Linked DNA regions of Mus musculus: regions 2 and 3 are each linked to region 1. Evidence: chromatin contacts called from public HiChIP or PLAC-seq and promoter capture Hi-C data. All regions are on one chromosome and are shown on one strand. Each heading gives the region's core, a stretch centred on a gene start, on an enhancer-like site or on the middle of the called end of the contact. The rest is flanking DNA. Distances are from core to core; before and after follow the strand shown. Region 1 holds the start of Tle3 (transducin-like enhancer of split 3). Region 2 overlaps Paqr5 (progestin and adipoQ receptor family member V). Region 3 holds the start of Kif23 (kinesin family member 23).

What was found. Promoter capture Hi-C pulls out the DNA fragments that hold promoters and counts their contacts. HiChIP or PLAC-seq counts read pairs in DNA pulled down with a chosen protein or histone mark.
Region 2: an H3K4me3 HiChIP or PLAC-seq map of pro-B cells shows a contact between it and region 1, with 5 times the contacts expected there. The contact joins the enhancer-like site here to the promoter of Tle3 in region 1. A contact is called at or near these places in 1 of 39 promoter capture datasets (the C10 cell line), 2 of 115 datasets of contacts at active chromatin or transcription factors (bone marrow-derived macrophages and pro-B cells) and 1 of 9 other capture datasets (liver).
Region 3: a promoter capture Hi-C map of erythroid cells shows a contact between it and region 1, with 23 times the contacts expected there. The contact joins the promoter of Kif23 here to the promoter of Tle3 in region 1. A contact is called at or near these places in 3 of 39 promoter capture datasets (the C10 cell line, cranial neural crest and erythroid cells), 1 of 484 Hi-C or Micro-C datasets (embryonic stem cells), 7 of 115 datasets of contacts at active chromatin or transcription factors (bone marrow-derived macrophages, effector CD8 T cells, embryonic stem cells and 3 more) and 3 of 9 other capture datasets (adipose tissue, liver and pancreatic islet).

The regions. Positions count from the first base shown.
Region 1 is chr9:61,369,546-61,374,145 of GRCm38.p6, reverse strand. Tle3 (transducin-like enhancer of split 3) reads right to left here and starts at 1,780. Exons shown (of 20, transcript NM_009389.2): 1 at 685-1,780; 2 at 93-193. The coding sequence starts at 708. It overlaps Gm34157 (a long non-coding RNA gene), which reads left to right and starts at 3,656. Exons shown (of 3, transcript XR_379512.3): 1 at 3,656-3,762; 2 at 3,859-3,986; 3 at 4,416-4,600.
Region 2 is chr9:61,963,439-61,968,038 of GRCm38.p6, reverse strand. It overlaps Paqr5 (progestin and adipoQ receptor family member V), which reads left to right. Exons shown (of 8, transcript NM_028748.2): 6 at 4,215-4,311. Among named protein-coding and RNA genes, the nearest start is that of Gm35152, 11 kb to the left of the region's middle. Within about 2 kb of position 2,213, at least 112 of the 459 cell types and tissues checked have an H3K27ac peak or open chromatin away from gene starts, as enhancers often do. A contact at or near this core is called in bone marrow-derived macrophages and pro-B cells, where this site is marked.
Region 3 is chr9:61,944,233-61,948,832 of GRCm38.p6, reverse strand. Kif23 (kinesin family member 23) reads left to right here and starts at 2,034. Exons shown (of 23, transcript NM_024245.4): 1 at 2,034-2,221; 2 at 3,414-3,483; 3 at 4,502-4,600. The coding sequence starts at 2,211.

The DNA.
Region 1 (4,600 bases), core at 531-3,030:
CGACGTCCCCCTCGGCCCCGCGGGGGGGGGGTAGCAGGAGCGCGCAAGGCCGCCCTCCTCGCCAGCCCGGGGCCACCCCCCACCCGCCTTACCTGTGATACTGAGCTTGCAGGAACTGGAATTCGTCTTTGATCCTGTCACAGGACTCGGCCACAGTGAATTTAAATCCCGGCTGCCCGGGTTGATGGGGTGCCTGGAGCCCACAAGGACAACATAGGGGAGAGGAGTGGGCACATCAGAAGGGCTCCACGCGGCCCCGTGCCTCCTCTGGGTCCCTGGCCCCCTCCCCGCCGGGAGCCTCCGGCAAGGCCACCACCCCACAGCCCAGAACCTTCCCAGCAAGTTTTTCAACGCTCTCCCGACGGGGCCCGGAAGCGGGCATCCCGACCACCCCCAAAGCCAAAAGGGCTCTGGCGGCCAAGTGCCGAGAGCGCGAGTTGGAAGACTTAGGAGAGGGGCCGGGGCGGAAGCCAGCGTCCCCCTCCAACGCAGGCCGCCCGGGCCACTCGAGCGCAATTACCCTTGGCTCTCTACGGCGCCCCCACCCACCCAGCCCCTTTGTGTGAGCGCACACACGCGCGCGCACCATAAAGGTAGCAACAAGCAAAATGGAGGTGCTAGATAAACTGCCTCGTTTACCCTGCCATGATAGATGCTTAAATAAGCCTAGTTGCAATTACTCACCGGATGTCTGCCTTGCGGATACATGGCAGGGAGGGGTCGCGATTCCGAGAGCTTGGAAGCGCTGAGAGCCCGAGCCGGGGACGTGCGGGGGAGGGGGGAGGCGAGCCCGAGCGGGGGGCGGCCGGGGAACCGAGAGCTCGCCCCCGGCCCCCCCAGCCCGCTCTCGCAGCGAAATCCCAGAGTCGGGCGTGCGCCCCAAGTGCAGACAAAGAGCGGCGGAGCGAGCGGCAAAGTCGTCGGCGGGCTCGCGCTTTGTGCGCCTAGGGCTCGGCCGGCTGCGGCCGGCCGCCTTCCCCCGGCTGCGTGAACAGTGTCAGAAGCCGGGTCTGCGTGGACATCATCGGCTCCCTGGCGGCTCCAGTGCGGAATCCCGAGGCCGGGGGTTTGCGGGAAGGGGGATTCTCCTGTCCCCTCACGGGTCAATCAGGACGATGAGGCTGGAGGGGGGCGCGTCTGGGCAGCCCGGAGCATCCGGGGCGCGCGGGTCAGATCCCAGAGGCGGTCGGGCCCGGAGCTCGCGGCGAGAAGAGAAAGGAAGCAGGCCACCGAGGTGACGGCTTGAGGACCGTGGGTGAGGGCTAGAGCCCAGCGAGGACGCTTCGACGCCCCCCCACCCCCCTCGGAGAGGAGAGCCTGCTGTTCCGTCTGCTCCTGCCGCCGCCGCCAGCCCTTCCCAGGGTCGAGGAGGAACTCCGGGCTCAGTCGGTGCAAATAATGAGCCGTGGCATCCTAACTCCAGCCGGCATAGGAAGCCTCGGCGAAGGGGTCCTCTGCTTTCAAGTGGATCGGCCGCGTCTCTGGCGAGGAGCGGTCTGCGTCCTGCCGCCTAGGAGCGCGCAGGCTGGAGAGCACCGGAGGGGGAGACGTAGCCCGAGCCCGGGAGCTCTGCGGCTTCTTTCCTTCCTCCCAGCCTGGCTCTCCTCTCCGCGCCCCGACAAACCCCCAAAACACACAAGCACACGCACTCAACACACACACGTACACGCACTCAAAAAAAAAAAAAAGTGCCTCGGACCTGCGGATACCACACACAGACAGGCGAAGGGGGCCGAGCACGAGGTCTGAACTGCCGCGAGAGCAGTTCCAAATAGGGACTGAAAAGTAACAAAATAATGTGGCGGCTTCGCCTAGCGTTGGCCAATGGGAGTGCGAGGCTCCCACGTGGGGCCACGGGACTCGGACTGCGACTGGGCGCCGCCAGGCGCGACGTCACAATGCCCTCTTGTGTCTAAAACTATGCATGAAAAGTAGCAATCAGGCCCTACCCGCTGGTGACTTTCGCTTGGGAGTGAAAAACAGCGCTCCTCACATCAGGAATTAACCGAAAGACATATAATAAATAGATATATATTATAGTCCTGGGCTGCTAGGTTTTTTTTCTTCTTTTTTTCCCACGATCTACTAGCAAATAATTATTTGGCGGGAGGGGAGAAGGAGAAAACGAGTAACAACAAAAGGGGGGGAAAAAAGGACAAGCTGTACAATCCTTAAAACCTGTGGCTGGTAGTAATGGATCAGTTGATTCTGCAGAGGCGGCGAACGATTGCCCCCCTCTAATCTCATTAGGGTTGCAAAGCAGCCCAATTAGATACTATAAAACAAACAGAATCACTTTGTCAGTTTAATGTTTTCACTTCAAAAGATTTAGGACCGATAAAATGCTGGCACCCAAAGTTACCTCCGACCTCTAAGACTGTTCTCCAAACTGAGTTTCTCTTTCTTTTATCCGTTTCTGCCCCCTCTCCCACCCTTGGGCGCCCCGCTTTTCTCCTTTGTTCATTCGCCCTTCTTTTCAGAAAGCCAAATAAACAGCGCCTCTGATGCAAGGCGGCTGCCGGCGAGGGGGAAGTCTGAGAACTCTGGCTTGGCGGGCCGCGCAGATGGAAGGGCCTGGCAGTCTGCGGACAACAGGCTCAGTAGTGCGGCTAGCCCCATTTGGGGCTCTTGCCCTTTGGGGACAGCTACGTCCTGGCCGCAGCCTTGCCAAGGCGGGTTCCTCAGCAGTGCTCCGGGCCCGAGATGGTGAAGAAGGGAAAGCACGGAGTTGGGGCCCTCCTGGCTACGACCCAGAGTTCCGACCCCGTTTCTTGGCCTGATGGCCTGCCTGGGCACATGCATCGGCAGCCACCCGTGGAAGAGCGACTGCGAGCCTGGAGCGTCCCTGGTCACCAGCATAGACACCCAAGGAGGCGTAGATATTCGACTCTGGGGCCCATCTGCTCGCAGACAAGGGTCACGTCAGGGCACACTGCCCACCCTAGGTCCGCCGGCCTCGGAGAACCAACGCCGAGTGGGCCGCCCAGGTGTCCTCGGGTCCCTCCCGGCTTTCCCACCAAGCTTGCACGCAAGCACACGCTCCTGGCCCGTTGCGGGCGCGCGCGAGCCGGCCGCGCGCCCCCGGAATCTATATTTTCCCCTCATTAGGAGCCTGAGTTTCGCGTTTGCATCTTAATGAGTAGCTGGGAGCGCGCGGGGACCTCCACGTGAGCGGCCGCCCCGAGATGGAGCCTCTCAGCGCCCGCTCCGGCCTCGACCACGCTCCCCTCTTCATTTATTTATTCTCCTAAATAAAAACATAAATCGTGTACGATGCGCACCGAAAAGGGGGAGGGGGCAGGGAGAAGCCTAGCTCGACAGATGCGAGCATCTGGCCAAAGCATCCATTAGTCTCAAAATGGCTCCTCTTTGGAGCTTCCCTCTCCCCTCCCCCTTCTCTGCCCTCCCCCTTACGTCACGGGTGGGCGCACCCGCTTCCTACCCGGCCCGCCCCTTTCTCGCTCCAGCCCCCACGTGGGGCGCGCCGGCCACGCCCCCGAGCAAGTCTAAAACCCAATCACAGACCAGCAAAGAGACTCTCGACTAGTAATTGGTGGAGATTCCGAGAGCTGTCAGTCCTTAGCCAGAGCTGTCAGTCAAAACCACGAGGGGTGGGGGAGCGCTGACAAATGCCGAGGCTTCTGAGCCTCCCGCTTGCAAATAGTGCTTGGAATGGCTGCTTAATTAGCTTTGAATGGCTTTTCCTTCCAGCTCAAACAATCTGTCACTACCATGTGGTATAAAGGAGCCATGCATAAAAAAGTAAGCAGAGGCTAAATATCAATTTGATTTTGTGTATCAAAGGAATATTTTATTTTTCTCCCTAGTAATGAAACGTATCAATTTAAATAATAAAAGGTAAAAACACACACAAACCCTGAAGAAAAAAAAAAGAAGAAGAAAAAGGAAAGAAAGAAAGAAAAAAAAGGAAGAAAATCAAAACCCAAACTCCACGGTGTTCCTACTCCTGCGCACGTCTGAAATAGGTAATTTCTATGGGCCGCGTTCAGGAGGAAGTCTGAGATTTTCCATCTCCACCGCCCCCCTTTAAACTTGCATTTAGTTTTGTTGTTGTTGTTCTGGTCTTAGGAGTGCTGGGGGGGGATGGGTGTCGAGGAGAGGTGAGGTTGGGGAAGAAGGGGAACTTTAAAGGGATCTCTTTGAAGCTGCTAATCAAAGTGCAGGGGTTTTAAGACCCCTTAAACTGGGGGTCGTACAGCAGGTCTTGATTTGGGAGCCGAGAAAAGGGGGGGGGGAGAAGAGCGGGTGTGCTTTTCGCCCAGATTTATTAAACACAATGCCTTCAAGATGCCCAAGCCAAGGCGCCTTACTCGGCCTCTCTCTCCTCCGTCTCCCTCCGGACTGGGTCGGACGGCGCCCTCCTCCTGGCGGCCGCCGATGCCTTGGGCTTTCAGGTCCTGTCTATGCGGACTGTGTACAGAAAAGCGCCGCAGCTCTGTCTCTGGTCTCCGCGTCTCCTGCCAGGGCAGTGATGCTCCCAAGGACCCCACTAGTCAGCGTGAGCTAGTGCAAGGCAGACTTCACATTGAGTTCTCCTGTGAACCCAGGCGCCAGCACCCGGCCTGCCACACGGATGATG
Region 2 (4,600 bases), core at 964-3,463, 590 kb before region 1:
AGTCTCCATGGTGACTCTAGATTCTATCTAGTTGACAATATCAGTTATCACACTGAACTTCATGGGTATCCCTTGGGCAGCCACTTGGCTCTTTGGAAAAGCCCCAAATATGACCAGATGCTCTGAAATTCTTCATAACGTAGACAAGAGTGACCCTACACTAGAATTGTTTTTATAGTCTCCATAAGTTCTACAGATGGCTTTACTGCTTAGGCAAGTCACTGTGTGTGTTCCTTGAATTTCAATCCTCTCCCCTGTACAGTGGGGTCAACACAGCTCCCTTCTGCATAGCCGATTCTCAGTCATATGCAGAGGATGCCTGCACAGGCATGGACAGGGAGAGGTCCTCAGAACCAGGCTGTCCTCCTCTCACAGGGATGGGTGGGAATGGCATCTCTAGGTGCACTGATGAAGGGCATTCAAGCGTGGCCACGAGTCATGCCAGCTCTCCGTGCACTGATGGGTGATGAAGAGCCTTCAGGCGTGGCCGTGAGTCATGCCAGCTCCCTGTCTCTAATCCTGTTACTCCTTTTCCTTTCATGCAAGATTCTGTGGGGCGGAGTGTGAGCCGCGTTGTCATGGGAGTATCTGTGCTAGTTGACACTGCTCTTTGCAGAAGTGGCCTGCCTGAAAGCACAGGCTTCCTCGGTTGCTTAGGAAACCTTCCAGGTGACTGTAGCCAGGTGACAGCCCTATCTACATAGTGCTAAGAAGTGGCAGGCCAGGAGAGGTACTAGGGTTGCATGTGTGTCCTCTGTACCCCCAACTGTACTGTCCCCTCTCCAGGGAGAAGCAGGCATAGTAAGGGCTTCCTCTTTGGTATGGTCTTGGTTCTAGTTTGCTCTGAGTGACACCCAGGTTGTGGGGAACCTGCCAAATTGTGTCTTTCTTTCTTTTTATGGGGGGGGGGGGTAAGATTTTTCTGCAGCATCCGATAGGTTTACCCAGGTTTTCCTCCTTTTGCCGGAATTTTTGGGAAGGACTAGAGGCAGGCATAGTTTGCTCTCCCTGGGAGTCAAAGTGTCTTGCTTGGTGTGCCCCACTGAATTTTCTGTAGCATCATCCCTGGGGAACTGCTCTCTCATATTCTTGGAAGATGCGGAAAGACTCTCTGATTTTCTTGGAAATCACAGAATTCCATGAAAGCTGGATGGAGCTTGAATCTACCTGTAGAGCCAGGAAATAAAGTCTCTGCTCCTGGATCACTGGGTCCTTCTAATTCCAGGAGGCGTTAAACTGTGTAGTATACAGCGTCTGTGCCATGGTGAAGCGAGGTGAATACTTGGTCAGAGGCATATTCACAGCACAGAGGTGCAGTGTGCCTGGGTGGCCTTTCCTCTGGCTGCCTGGGCTCCTGGGTAGACCCTGCATCTGGTCTTTGGGTCAGTTATTGTCCCTATGTAGTTGGTCCCTTAGCTCCTCATGGCTCTGGTATTCAGAACTGGGGGCCAGAGAGAGCAAATGTTGTGCTTAGTAGGGGTAGAGATGGCGCATGGGTGTGAAAGATGCAGTCCCTACGATCTGTGGGTCAAGACTTCTTTCCCAAGAGCACAGAGTGCAGCCTATTGGGATGTTTGCAGCCTTTTAAATTAAGTTTTTAAAGCTCCTGGCTACCTGTTACCACCAGGATACATTGCTTTATTCTAGTCCAGAGTTCCCCCACACCCCACCCTGACCATGCAGGTCCACGGTGGATGCTGTATATTTAGCATGCCTGCAGTATTTGGATGAAGACATGTGGCACAGACCCAGGAATGTCTTGTGACCCCATGTTTGGGGCTTCCTCTCCTTGACAACGACGTACTTTGTTTCTGCTGATCCTGAGAGTACATCTGGGCTACTGTGCCCATTCACCTAACCAACATTCCTCAAAGGCTGCCTGGGCTCTGGGACCCATGTGAAAAGTCTGGCACTGTGGGTGGAGTAAGGTTGTGCCCTCAGAGGGTTCCAGGAATAGGAAAGGCGCGCGCGCACACACACACACACACACACACACACACACACACACACACACACACACACAGCTTACTGCTCTATGGAGCAGGACAGAGAGCAAGAGAAGCAGGTCATGTCAGTGGCTCAATGGCACTCATTTAGACACACAGGTTGTCTTAGGATTACTGACTCAATGGGCAGAGTTCTCAGTCCTCAGGCCTGTAAACCAGCTGTGCTTGGCAGTGCTTTGGAGGCATCTTGGGCCAGGGCTGCTACCTCCAGGAATCTCTGGCTGTGGTGACATCCTGTGGCTAGATGTGGAATTGCACCTTGGGAGTGGCCCCCCCTCTTCTGTGGTTTGGATTTTTTTTTTTTGCCTCTGTTTCTATTTTGCTTCTTCTACTTTTTGTCCCCTGCAGACCCAGCTTTGCTGCTGGAGAGGCTGATTCATTTGCCTCCTGGGGAAGTACTTTTTCAGGCCTGGTGACAAGTCACAGGAAACCATGCTTTGGGGCACAGCCCTCCACAAGTCAGAGCCCGATTTTCTTTGCGTGTAAGTGGCCAGCCACAAGGAGCACTCTTTTAGGAGTAAGCCCGGCCCAGGCACTGCAGATACATAACCGCACTGCTGTGGTTGGACAGCTTCTGCTGGGGTTATGGGCCCCTGGGGGAAGAAAGACTGAGGCTGGGCCTGGCAGGGGCAGGCAGGGGCACTTGGGCCAAATCCTAGCTGTGTCTGTTCTCAGCTCCTCCTTAGACCCTCCACCCAGAACCTGTCCTCTCTTGCTCTTACCTTCTGCTCCAACATAGCTGTGATGAGAGGGGAGGGGTTTGTTTTCATAGCAACTGTTTAGTAGCTGGGCTGTGTGTGACTCTAAGGGCCGTGGTGCCTCTTTTCTTCAAGTCCTTATAACAACACTATGAGGGAGGGACAGGTCAGACACAGCTTTAGAGGCAACCTGCCAGGGCAGCGCGATCCTGATGTGTCCAGCCTGTACTGGAATCTGGGGTGTCCCTGTGGAGCCACAGTGCATCCGCCTCTTCCCCAGTGTTGTAGTGTAATCATGAAGGTAATTGGGTTTGGTTTTTGTTTGTTTCATTTATTTATTTATGTATATGAGTACACTGTAGCCACTTTCAGACATACCAGAAGAGGGCATCATATTCCATTACAGATGGTTGCGAGCCACCATGTGATTGCTGGGAATTAAACTCAGGACCTTTGGAAGAGTAGTCAATGCTCTTAACCACTGAGCCATCTCTACAGCCCTTGTTTTGGTTTTTGAACTCAGGGTCTCCTATAGACGAGGCTGACTTCAAATTCACGATATAAAATATATTTAAAATGACCTTGAGGAGTCTGAAGAGATGGCACTCATATAAATAAAATAAATCTTTTTTAAAAATGACCGTGAACTTCTGATCCACCTGCCTTGACCTCTGAGTGTTGGACTCACAGGCAAGTGTCACCATGTCTGGCTTATGAGCACCGAGGATGGAATCCAAGGCTTCCTGCATGCTATCCTGGTACTCTACTAGCTGAGCTACATCTACAGCCCCAGAGCTGCAGTTTTGTATGGGGTCTCCCTGCTAAATCCTGACCTCCTGGTAGCCAGCCTGAGTGTCTGTACTGCTGAAGGTCTAAAGCTATTGCCCCTCTCTAGGTCCCCAGTGGTGACCAGTCTAGAAAGTTCCTGTCTCTTGCTTCTAAACAGTAAGCGCAATGGATTCCTTTTGGATTCTGTCTTTGCATTGGAGGGTAGTGGGACAGCTTGGGGAAGAGGGAAAGACAGACCCTCTGCATAGTCACTCTCCCCAGGCCGGTGTTCTTGTGCATGGCATAAATATTTTAGAAACTCCTCTGGATTATCCAGCACCTCCTTGAATCCAGGTCTTTGTGTGGCCATCACCTGGGTGGTTCCAGTTGCTTGGGTTCATCTCTGTTTCTGTAGAATGTGAGACCTGGGGTTTGTGCTTGAGGCCACTTCCTGTCTCTGTGGTGTCCACCTTCTAAAACTTCTCTGCTGTTTGATCCCCTCTGTCCTCATCCTGGTTTGCCTACCATTACGTTTCATGTTCTTAGAGCAAGTTTCTCCTTCTTCGCTGAGGTCTTGTCATTTCCACCAGTGTAGGAGGGATGAGAAAGGCTCGTGAGAAGCTGTGGTCCATGGTCCTAGTCCATGCATGACTGTACAGTATGTGAAAGTACTTGTCCTCTGTTGATGACCCGTGGGCATATGTGTGAGGTCCTGAAAAGCTTCCATCCTCCCTGGCTGCAGGTTTCTTGAACTCCAGAAGCCCCGGCTCTGCAAGCTACTCCGGGTCCTGGCCTTCGCCTACCCCTACACTTGGGACTCACTCCCCATCTTCTACAGGGTAAGCACACGGAGCCTACCTCTCCTCTCCTCCGGTCAGCAGTGCCCAGGGGATGGTTTCCTGAGCTCTGAGGAAGTCATAACACCGTGGAGGGCCCTGGCGGGACCCATAGGGGTTGAGTGCTGCGGTTAGTTAGAGATAGTCTGAACACAGAGGCCCTTGGAAACAAACTGACTAGGGCCTTAGCAACAGCCACAGAGAACTGGGCAAGGCTTGCAGCCTGGGGGTTGGTGAACATCAGTGCCAGCTGAGGGGAAAGCCCAGTACATGCATGACTGTACATGCATGA
Region 3 (4,600 bases), core at 785-3,284, 570 kb before region 1:
AGTAGCCTGGCCGCCAACACAAAACAATGATATTTTTGTAGACTTTTTGCTTCATTTTGCTTTGTTAAGGCATATTGGACTTTTGTGTGTTATTTTTTGTTTGTTTTATTGAGCTTTTATGTGTATATGATGGTCTCCAGTTTGTGTTTTTGTGGATTTCTGTGTGTGTGTGAGTTTCTCCCCCCCTCTCTCTTTTTTTCCTTTGTCTTTTTTTTAAGCGGGGGGGGGGGGGGGGGGGGTGGTTAGAAAGGGCATGTAGGAGGGTGGGCGTGGTGCACACCTTTAATCCCAGCACTTGGGAGGCAGAGACAGGTGAATTTCTGAGGCCAGCCTGGTCTACAGAGTGAGTTCCAGGACAGCCAGGGCTACACAGAGTAACCCTGCCTCGAAAAACCAAAAACCAAAAAAAAAAAAAAAAAAAAGAAAGAAAGAAAGAAAAAAGAAAAGAAAAGAAAACGAATGAGTTAGAGAGCCTTACTATGGATGGACAGGAGCAAGAGAGAGAAAACCCAGCATGAGTCAAAGCTACAGATGGAGCATGGGAGAGCCCCTCCAGTGTCCTTCAGTGAGAGCCTCCACCGCTTTCAACGCTTAGGGCCATGCCCATAGTGGTAAGCACCGAGCGTGCAACAGTGCCATCTAGCGAGGCTGAAGAGGATACGCTGGGAGAGGACTCCGTAAACAGGGGCCGGGCACCGCGTGGGGTGATGCTGAAATCAACGGTGCAGTGAGGGGCGGCAGGGGCTCTGGGATCCAGAGAAGGTGAGGCATTCTCCGAGGAAAGGAAGGCTGAGAGACAGCAGAGAGACTCGAGTGTGGGGGCAGAAACGTTCCACGCATGAGCGTTGGGCTTGGGACAGGTGAGAGGTGACGCAACTGAACAGGAAGACTAGCCTCAGGGCCCCACTGAGGGTCTCAAGCAAAGGGCGATGACCCACCCTAGGGCTCTCCCAGACCTGTGACTTATAGGTGAGAGTGCAGTCAAATGGATCGGTTTTGGAAAGTGATGGTGGCAAAGCCTGGTAGCTTTCTATCTGCTTCTGGAAATTTATCCATGGATGCATTTTCAGGTTTATTCATCGAAGCAGTTTGCAACAGTAAATATTGGAAAGACTAATGTCCAGTAATATGGACATTAACTATGGATATTAAACTGGCTATCCTTATCAGTGCTGGCCCTAAAGGAAGTTCTAAGTGGAGCTTGAGTCACAGAACGCAGGTGTGGCTACATCCCTGGGGAATCGTCAGCATGGGGGCTGGGATTAAATGAGAAAGAATCAACTTGTAGAAGGCAAAGGGTAAACGGTGGTTGCACAAGGGCAGTGGGTAGATTTTATGCATCTCTGTATATCCAGGAAACATCAAAATCAAGAATTTGAAGGTTAAGGATGTGTGGCTTAGTGGTATCACCTTTGCCTAACATTGTGAGGCTCTAGGTTTGATCACTAGCACCATGAAACACACACACACACACACACACACACACACACACACACACACACAGAGAGAGAGAGAGAGAGAGAGAGAGAGAGAGAGAGAGAACTGGAGAATCCAGAGAAAGGAACTTACAACAGGTTGTCTGCCAAGTTGGTATAGTCTTCAAGATCATTCTGGGGTCCTCACTGTAAGTGTGAGGCCAGCCTGGGATACAAGATACTCTCGTCTCAAAATAAATATCAAAAGTAAGATAAAATGTAAACGTAGAACTAAAAGTAAAGGTAAAAATAAAATATAAATACAATAAAATGAATAAGATGATGTGGTAGCCAGCGGCCAGCCTGAAATTAGAACATGCCCGACCAAGGCTTTACTTCCTTAGAGGTTCTCAGGACAAAGACTGGGAGATCTCAGCTTCTGCGTCAGAACGGAAGGGCGGAAGGGCCGGGATTTCCCCTCTCAGGTTTTTCTCCAGCGCTGCCCTCCTCAGCCTCCGGCTGGCGCCCTTGGGTTGCCAAGGAGACGAGCGCCCCTGCTGGCCGTGCCAGCGCTCCCCGAGGCCCCGCCCCTTCGCCGCAGGCGGCCGCTGATTGGCCTGTTTGAAATGCGCCGGGCGGGCGCACACTTGGGCTTGCAGCGTCGCCGCCGGGCTCTCCTCAGATTGAGTCCTGGTCCCCGCGGCCGTGGTTTGCTCGGCTTAGTTCCCGCCAGCCTTGCTCCTGTCGGAGCCCGACGTCCCGCGCGCGCGTCAGGATAGCACGGAGCCTGCGGTCATGAAGTCAGCGTGAGTACTGGTGGGAGGACTGCGTGGGGGTCGCCGCCCTCCTCACGCTGAGACTGGGGACTGCCCGGGAGCTGAGTCCGTAGTACAGTGTAGGCCGAAGCTCCGCACTGCAGAGTTCTGGTGGCTGGCGACCCTGGTGTGCCGGCGCCCTCCCAGTCCTCTGAGCCCGCGAAGGCTGCCTCCGAATCCGGGGCTGTCTGCCACCACCTCCTCGGGTTGCCATCCTTTGGGCTGCCCATCCCTCCCCAGCTTCCTTCCTCCCCGCCCGCTGCGCAGGTGGCAGGTCTGGGGACCCCGGGCGGCGCGCAGCCGGGGTGCGCGCTGGCACTTTGGGGGAGTTGAGCCTCCACAGCTCCGTCGGCATCCCTTCCCTAGTTCTAGCCTTGAGGTCAGGGTCCTTCTGCAGCTCCGCCACCTTGCGCTATCTTTGTCCCCAGGCCATCCCACACGCCTACTCTATCTCCCACGCCCACATTCCTCAGTATTCCTAGACTCTTCAGGAGAGCCACATCCTGGTTACACTTTTACTGCGAAGGAGGGCTGGCTTTAGAAATCGTTACTTTCACACGCACACACACGAAAAAAAAAAAAAACGGAACTTTTTAAAATGAGGAAACGTCAGTCTTTATATTTACTTAAGGATACCTACCCTAGTATATCGCTGGACTCTGGTTTGCTTCTAGTTTACGTGTGACTCTATTGAGAAAAGTACTTTAATAATCTACAGTCTAAACGAGTCTTTTGGTTTAATTTGTGTTAAATATTCTTGTAGCCTATAAACGAGAAAGGAAAAAAAAGTTAAATGATAGAGAATGTTGAAATAAAATAATTTTTTATATTGTTTACTTAAAATAGCAAGACATTTCAGCATTGTGAATAATCTAATCTTCCTACATAGCATGAGCAAATCTCTGAATTTGCACTCCAACACTTAAAAAAAATACAAACAAAAGTTCCACTGAGTACTAATGGTATCAAAAGTGTATTTTCCCAATTGAAATTTTAATGAGTTAAATTACATATACCACATTTCTCGAGTACAGTTTATTGTTTATATACATGTTATTTGCTGTGCGGTATTTGAGATTGCTGGGAAATGATTTTTTTAAGCCTTAGGAAGTTCATTGTTAGAATTTGTGATGTCTTCTATGTTAGTGTTGAATTTATGGCTTTTTTTTCTCTTTTTAACCAGGAAGGCTAAGACGGTCAGAAAACCTGTAATAAAAAAAGGATCTCAGACAAACCTTAAAGATCCAGTGGGGGTAAGGTGTGTGTGTGTGTGTGTGTGTGTGTGTGTATTTTCTTTCTTTAGTCCACTTCTTGTATGTGTGTGCTTGAAAGGGGAGGAAAGCAATATGAAAGTCGGGTTAAAGAGCACGCAGTTAAACCGATGCACTGAATTGTATAAAGCTGGGTTTAGCTGGGAAGTTTGCTTTCTGTAAAGGGACTCTTTAGTTGTTGACTGCAAACCTACTATCACTAATTAGATTTGAAAGGTTAAATGGTCTCTCCCAGCAGGTTCTACTCTTTGGGGTGGGGATGGGTGGGGACTTTTTCCTCAAGTCTTAGCCCTCTCCCACCTGTGTGTGGTAACTGACACGTACTCAAAGTTCATAGAGACTAGTGCAGAATAACTGGATTTAGTTAGTACCTCTTCCTGAAAAGAAGTTTCTGAATATCCCCTCCATCCCCCCACTGCCACTGCAGAGGGTCTCTGGCTCCCAACTGTACCACCTGCTGTGAACACAGCTATACAGGGTTTCCCCAAATGAGGTCCTCTACCCTCCAGATGCTGTGATTACAAAGTGAGCTACCATGCCCACCTGAGCTGGCTGTTGGAAATAACACCCAACTCTAAAGAATTTAATGGCTTTTTCAGCTATTCAGAGAGATTTTTATGTTGTTGCAATTTTATTTGTGCACAACAGTGAAGAGATTACGGTTCAGTTTAATATTTTAACCTAAACTTATTTTGATTTAATGCACCTTTGCATTTGATCATTCTGAGCTGTAGATTTGTTTTTTGTGACTCAGGAATTTATGTTTGTAGGCGAATAAACAGAACTTAAATGGAAAGTCAAGTGTGTGCTGAACATTCACAGAGGTGCTTGCCTAGAGTCCCAGCATCCTGGAGACTAGCAGGCAGATTGCTGAGAGCTCCAGTCCACCTTGGCCTACAGACTGAGAACTTGTGTCTCAACAAACGAAACAAACAGAAAAGCCAAAAAGAAAAATCAGGCAAAAAGTCAACCTTGTTTGAACACCTCTTTCTTTTTCCAGGTGTACTGTAGGGTTCGCCCCCTGAGCTTTCCTGACCAAGAATGCTGTGTGGAAGTGATCAATAGTACAACCCTGCAGCTCCACACTCCTGAGGGCTAT